Linked DNA regions of Mus musculus: region 1 is linked to region 2. The links are chromatin contacts, called in public HiChIP or PLAC-seq maps. All regions are on one chromosome and are shown on one strand. Each heading gives the region's core, a stretch centred on a gene start, on an enhancer-like site or on the middle of the called end of the contact. The rest is flanking DNA. Distances are from core to core; before and after follow the strand shown.

Region 1 (2,738 bases), core at 134-2,633, 430 kb before region 2:
ATGGCCAGGACTGGCCTTGCTACAGTGCCTAACTATTGGGATAACCCGATGGTGGTGTGCAAAGAAGGCTCTGTCACAAGTCTCTTCCGGCTCTTGCCTCCTTCTGAGTTCTACATATTTGTTATTCCCTTTGAGATGGAAGGGGACACAGCAGAGATACCTGGGGGTCTCCCCTCTGCCTACCAGAAAGCACTGGCTCAAAGAGAAGAGAGCATACATATCTGGCAGAAAACTGTGAAGGAGGCTCGTTTGACAAAGTAAGTGTCTTCTAGAGTCAGTGTTTTGCCATTTGTGCAACACTTGATGGGAAGACAAATTAATTTCGATAGTCTATAGTATCCAGCCACACAAATTAAAATGACCTGTTCATCCTTTCTCAGGGCTTGAGTCCCAGGTTAGCATTCTAGATGCTGTGTGGCTAGAAGATGCTAAGGTAGGTGCTCAGATATTAGGCTCCCATCCTTGAAGAAGTTGAAATTGCTCTATGGCACAAGCCTGTGATCCCAGCACCTAAAGGCTTGGGGCAGGAGGATCACAAATTCCAGGTTAGTGGCAGGGAGTACGTGGTAAGCATCACAATAAAAATCAGCTTACACTTAGTTGGCAGAGATAAGATTTGCATGAACTAAAGCAATCTTGTCTAGAAAATGGGATGTGGTTCAGCCTTAACAACCTAGCTGTTAGCACCCTCTTGTACACTGGTTTCCCACCACACCACAGACTTACAAGTCATGTTCTTGAAGGTGGTTGTTTCAAGACTGATTCTTGCTAGTTCTTGTCACTCACTCCCTTAATCAATGCTAAAATGGGAGAAATGATGAAAGTATGGTTTTAAAAGCTAGATTTGCAGTATAAAATACTGTGTTTCATTCTACTTAGGGGGCACCAAAGTGGCTTTTTAAAAACTTCATGCATGGGACAACACATAGCTGTGAGTATTATGTTATGCCCAGGTTTTTATTTAAAGGATATTGGTCTTTGAACTCCAGAAGCCAGAGACCTGGCATGCAGTTTACAAAGAGTCCAAAGACAGCAGTGTGAACAATTAAGGAAGATGTGTCAAGGAGATAGAATTTGTAATGGGTCCTGAAGAATGGGAACTTTGCATAGCAAGTGAGGTCTAGTCTGAATATCTGAGAGTAGTGGAGGAGCAGATATCTGAGAAGCAGAATCTAAGGTAGGATTTGGGGTGCAACACAGTGCTCCCTAAGCTTGATAAGTGACCTGAGTCAAATTATGCTGTGTTTTGATGATCAGGCCTCGAACATCCCACTAGAATTGCACAGTAGAAGCTTTGCAGTGCTTGCTGTAAGCTGTGCGATGAAGCCCAGAATGGCGTTCATTTTTTCAGGAGCGTCTGTAAGTCCCGCGGTACACAGACTCTCCACTAGAGGCCATGGCAGACTTAAATAGAACTCTGGGCTGGCACATAGGCAGTCAGACTGTGGTTCAGTGTCTGGGGGAGAGCAGAGAGGAGGACGGGGAGGATGGAAATACTCGGGCAGCAGGCCAGGCTCCATGTGTAAGTGTGTGAAGATGAGAATGTGAAAAAGGATTCTAAAAATTGAGTCTGAGCTTAGTAAGTTTTTATTAACCAATTTTCTTCTCAGCAGACCACTGTGAATAACTTAAAATTACCCGTGCTTGAAATAAGTAATCGTTTTTTACAAATACGTTGGTGGACAAATTTCATTTGTTAGAGAGTCCAAGAGAGGAAAAGGAATACTATGGTGCTAGCCCACGGCGGGGGTAACTTCTTCTCTCTCCATTTGAGCACAGGGTCAAGTTATTTTTGTAAATCTCAATCTAAGCTCCCTCAGTGTGTGTGGTGTATGTGTGTGTACATCATACTTCATACCTATATATACAATAAACACACACACACACACATGATCAACAACTTATGCCTTAGTTGGGGATCTGTGTAGAAGTACTACAGTTACCTATATAAACCCTGGATGTGGCTCTCACCTCATGAACCATGTCAGCAGATTGGTGACCTCACTGTACTCAGAGCTTTCTGAATAGGAAGTTTTCACTCTAAGATATCAGTAACGATGGAGATGTTCACTGGATCACAGACCGAGTACTTAGAATGTCCCAAGCACTGATCTGAACAACTCTGTTAACTCACTGACTATTTCTAATTGCTGTACCCAGTTGCAGATGAAGACTAGAGATCTAAGATTTAAGTACTTTCCTTAGTCACAGAGGATTCAAGTACTACCTTGTTGGCCTTGTTCCAGAGGTGCTTCTCTGTCTCTGTGTCCTTATTATCCTCTCAGTTACTATGACACCATATAGTACAGTTATAGAATTAGAGTGTATAATGAGATCGTCATTGAAAAAATATTTTTAGAACACTTACTGTATAAATGTTTCCACCATTTAAATGCCTAGACTCTCTTACACACGTGGAAAGTTTAGGGAGATTTGTAGAGTCTGGAATGTGGTAAGCAATTATATTCTAGCATGGAATGGTTCTAGAAGTACTGTAAAAGGAGCTAGTGTAACTTTGGGAATAAAGGTGCATCTTAGCTTACACTAGGGTTATGTCCAGAGCAAAACTCATTGTAAGCCAAAAATTCCTTAACTGTACCTAAGCCACCAACTGCTTGTGCAGTGGGAGCACTGAAGAACATCCACTCTCCTGACCATTGACGTGCAGGCCTACACTTCACAGGTGCTGCTCAGCATTAAAAAGTATCATATTGCTGATTACTAGCCTGAAACACACA
Region 2 (2,700 bases), core at 97-2,596:
TGTGGGCAGCCCTTATTGATTGATCTCATTCCACAAACAGGAGCTTTTATGACTTTATTGCCACCGCCTGGGGCCTGAGCGCAGGCTGTCCAGCTGCAGGTAAACCTGGTTATGAGCCTCTGTAAGGCTGTTACTGAATCTTCCACTCTCCTGCCAGCGGTAAGGGAAAGGGTGAACATATGGCAGAGGGCTCCTGCTTTCTTACTTAATGAAGGAGCTACTATTAACGCAGAATGCTCCTAAATACCAAGTGGCTTCAAGTCACATGTGAAGCCTATGATGGCCCTGAGCCTCTCTCTCTGTTGATTGAGTAGCGTTATTATGGCTGTTATCATCATCGTCATCATCACTATTGCATTTTCATTGTGGGGATGGCTCAGTAAGTCTGCATGTGTTGCAGCCCACAGGAGTGAATTCTCCCCATCAAGATCCAGGAGATGCCTCCTGGTGCCTCTGCCCACTGAACCATCCTCCCTCCCACCAGCCTTGTTTCTTTAGCGGCTGCTCTCCCCCCCCCCCCTTTTGGACACTGAGATTCATTTTTGAGCTTCATACGGGGCACTTTACAGTCTTTGGAGCCCTTAGCCTTGGCCTGTACGATGTGTGCATTTTCTCCTGCTGCTCTTTGTATAGTGGTGAGGACCCTGTCCTTGTTCATGTCAGAAAGATACCACCAACTCCTGGGGAAAAGCTGTTAAGAAGTTGTCGTGGGGGAACTTAAAGGGTGAAGCAGAGGAGGAAGCTGTTGGGGATGTAATTGTAGGCAGCTGTGTGGCTGAGTAGTGCACTCTGGGTAATTATCCATAATATCCATTACACTGTGCATGGAAATTGTGGTTTTAGAACTGCGTTTTGGCAGGCCCCCTAATCAAATGTCTTTTGATAGTCATCCAGCTTCGCACCCTCTCAATTATGACTGACTCGGCTTTAATCTGGAGCCATTTTAACTGTGAATCAATGTGAATATTGGGGGGAGAGGGGGACAGGGTTGTATGTTGAACGTGTGGCAGATCAGTGATGCCATGGGAGGTTTTAAAAGCTGGTGTTGCTAGAAAGAGCCTCTCCTTGTTCTGTGACTGCGTGCTTGCTCTTTGAAGAGGAATAGGTGAGTCCCCTGTTGTCCCTCCCTCATCCCCTCCCCCTCTAGCCTCAGCTCCCAAAATGTACATTCTCTAACTTAGGAAGCGGAAAGGAGTGAGCTGGCAGTGTGCTCTCTCGCCTGCTCCTCCTACCACCAAATAGGGACTGCCTGAGTCTCCAGCTCATCACACGTTGCTATAGAGGGAGCGCAATGGTGAGGCCACTGAATCATAGGGCACCGGCCTGGTGGATGAGTCAGTAACCATAGCTACCAGAGCAGCTTTGAGATCTGCACATACACAAAACCTCTCCAGTAAGCGCTGACAGCGGAGAGGTCACCACTCAAGCCGAAGACTAGGCAAAATTGTTTTCTACCACAGAGTGGAGTAAAGAGACTGGCAGCTGCCGTGATGTTCCTGTCACTCCGGGGGCAGACTAGTTGGCAGTGAGTTTCAGATTGTGGTTGCTGTCCACCCTGTCTGCAGGTTTTTCTTATTAGCAATATATTTCCATTGATTTAAAATATTTACCTTTGGGGCTGGAGAGATGTCTTAGTGGTTAAGAGCACTGACTGCTCTTGCAGAGGTCCTGAGTTCAAATCCCAGCAACCACATGGTGGCTCACAACCTCCCTCTTTTGGTGTGTCTGAAGACAGCTACAGTAGTGTACTTAGATAAAATAATAAGTAAATCTATTTTAAAAAGAAAAAGAAAACATCAAAAAGATCACCCACTACTATGAAGAACCATTCCAGAAATGGTTCAACACAAATAAATCAATAAATATAACTTATCACATGAATAGACTCAAAGACAGAAACCACATGATCATTTAATTAGCTATAGGAAGGGCCTGTGACAAAATCTAATATCCCTTTATGATAAAGGTCCTCTTTTAAAAAAAAAATTTACCTTCAAGGGGCACGTTGGCACACACCTTTAATCCCAGCACCCCAGAGGCTAAGACTGGGCTACCTGAAACCAGCCTGGGCTACATAGGACATTCCAGGCCAGCTACCAATACAACTACACAATAAGACCCTGTTTCAAATAAAAATGACCTCTAACCAGGATTTCGGTTTTGCTAGGTTTTGCCTTTTGGGCTTTTCTTGAAGATAGACTTGAATGATGAAGGATGGAACTCTGGGAGACCAAGATTTGTGGTTACCCGAGACACACTTTAAAAAAAAAAAGTGGAAATTAAAGTTGCATAAGATTTCTCGGAGGGCAGAGTAGTAGAAGCCTGGCTAGTGGGTTGCTCTGGTATAATGAGGCCAGATGAGTTCTTCCATCTCAGGTCGTCTCTGGTATTTGGAAGAGGTCCTTCAAGAGTCCTGAAATCAGGAGGCATTTCTGTCACTGCATCGAAATAGTTGATGTGGACTGCTGTTGTCTTTCCACATACCTCCACGTTTAACCTTTGGCTTTTGTCTTTGGCAGTGTGCATGTGTGTGCATGTGTGTGCATGCGTGCGTCTCAAAAGAGCGAGTTGGGCTTGATGGTGCATATGATCAAACACCTGGAAGCAGAGGAGGGAAGATTGCGAGTATGAAGCAAGCCTGGGCTAGAGAGATCCTGTCTCTAAATAACACAAAATGTAGACGAACAGCAAAAGGATGTG

Evidence for each region. HiChIP or PLAC-seq counts read pairs in DNA pulled down with a chosen protein or histone mark.
Region 1: an H3K27ac HiChIP or PLAC-seq map of SST interneurons shows a contact between it and region 2, with 5 times the contacts expected there. The contact joins two enhancer-like sites. A contact is called at or near these places in 2 of 39 promoter capture datasets (hippocampal neurons and pre-B cells), 1 of 15 datasets of contacts at CTCF or cohesin (the NIH/3T3 cell line), 1 of 484 Hi-C or Micro-C datasets (bone marrow-derived macrophages), 3 of 115 datasets of contacts at active chromatin or transcription factors (SST interneurons, astrocytes and bone marrow-derived macrophages) and 1 of 9 other capture datasets (liver).

Annotation. Positions count from the first base shown.
Region 1 is chr16:22,819,601-22,822,338 of GRCm38.p6, reverse strand. It overlaps Tbccd1 (TBCC domain containing 1), which reads left to right. Exons shown (of 8, transcript NM_001081368.2): 6 at 1-257. Among named protein-coding and RNA genes, the nearest start is that of Crygs, 9.6 kb to the right of the region's middle. Within about 2 kb of position 1,383, at least 5 of the 459 cell types and tissues checked have an H3K27ac peak or open chromatin away from gene starts, as enhancers often do. A contact at or near this core is called in SST interneurons, where this site is marked.
Region 2 is chr16:22,387,922-22,390,621 of GRCm38.p6, reverse strand. All of the region lies in intron 11 of Etv5 (ets variant 5), which reads left to right. Among named protein-coding and RNA genes, the nearest start is that of Etv5, 50 kb to the left of the region's middle. Within about 2 kb of position 1,346, at least 95 of the 459 cell types and tissues checked have an H3K27ac peak or open chromatin away from gene starts, as enhancers often do. A contact at or near this core is called in SST interneurons, where this site is marked.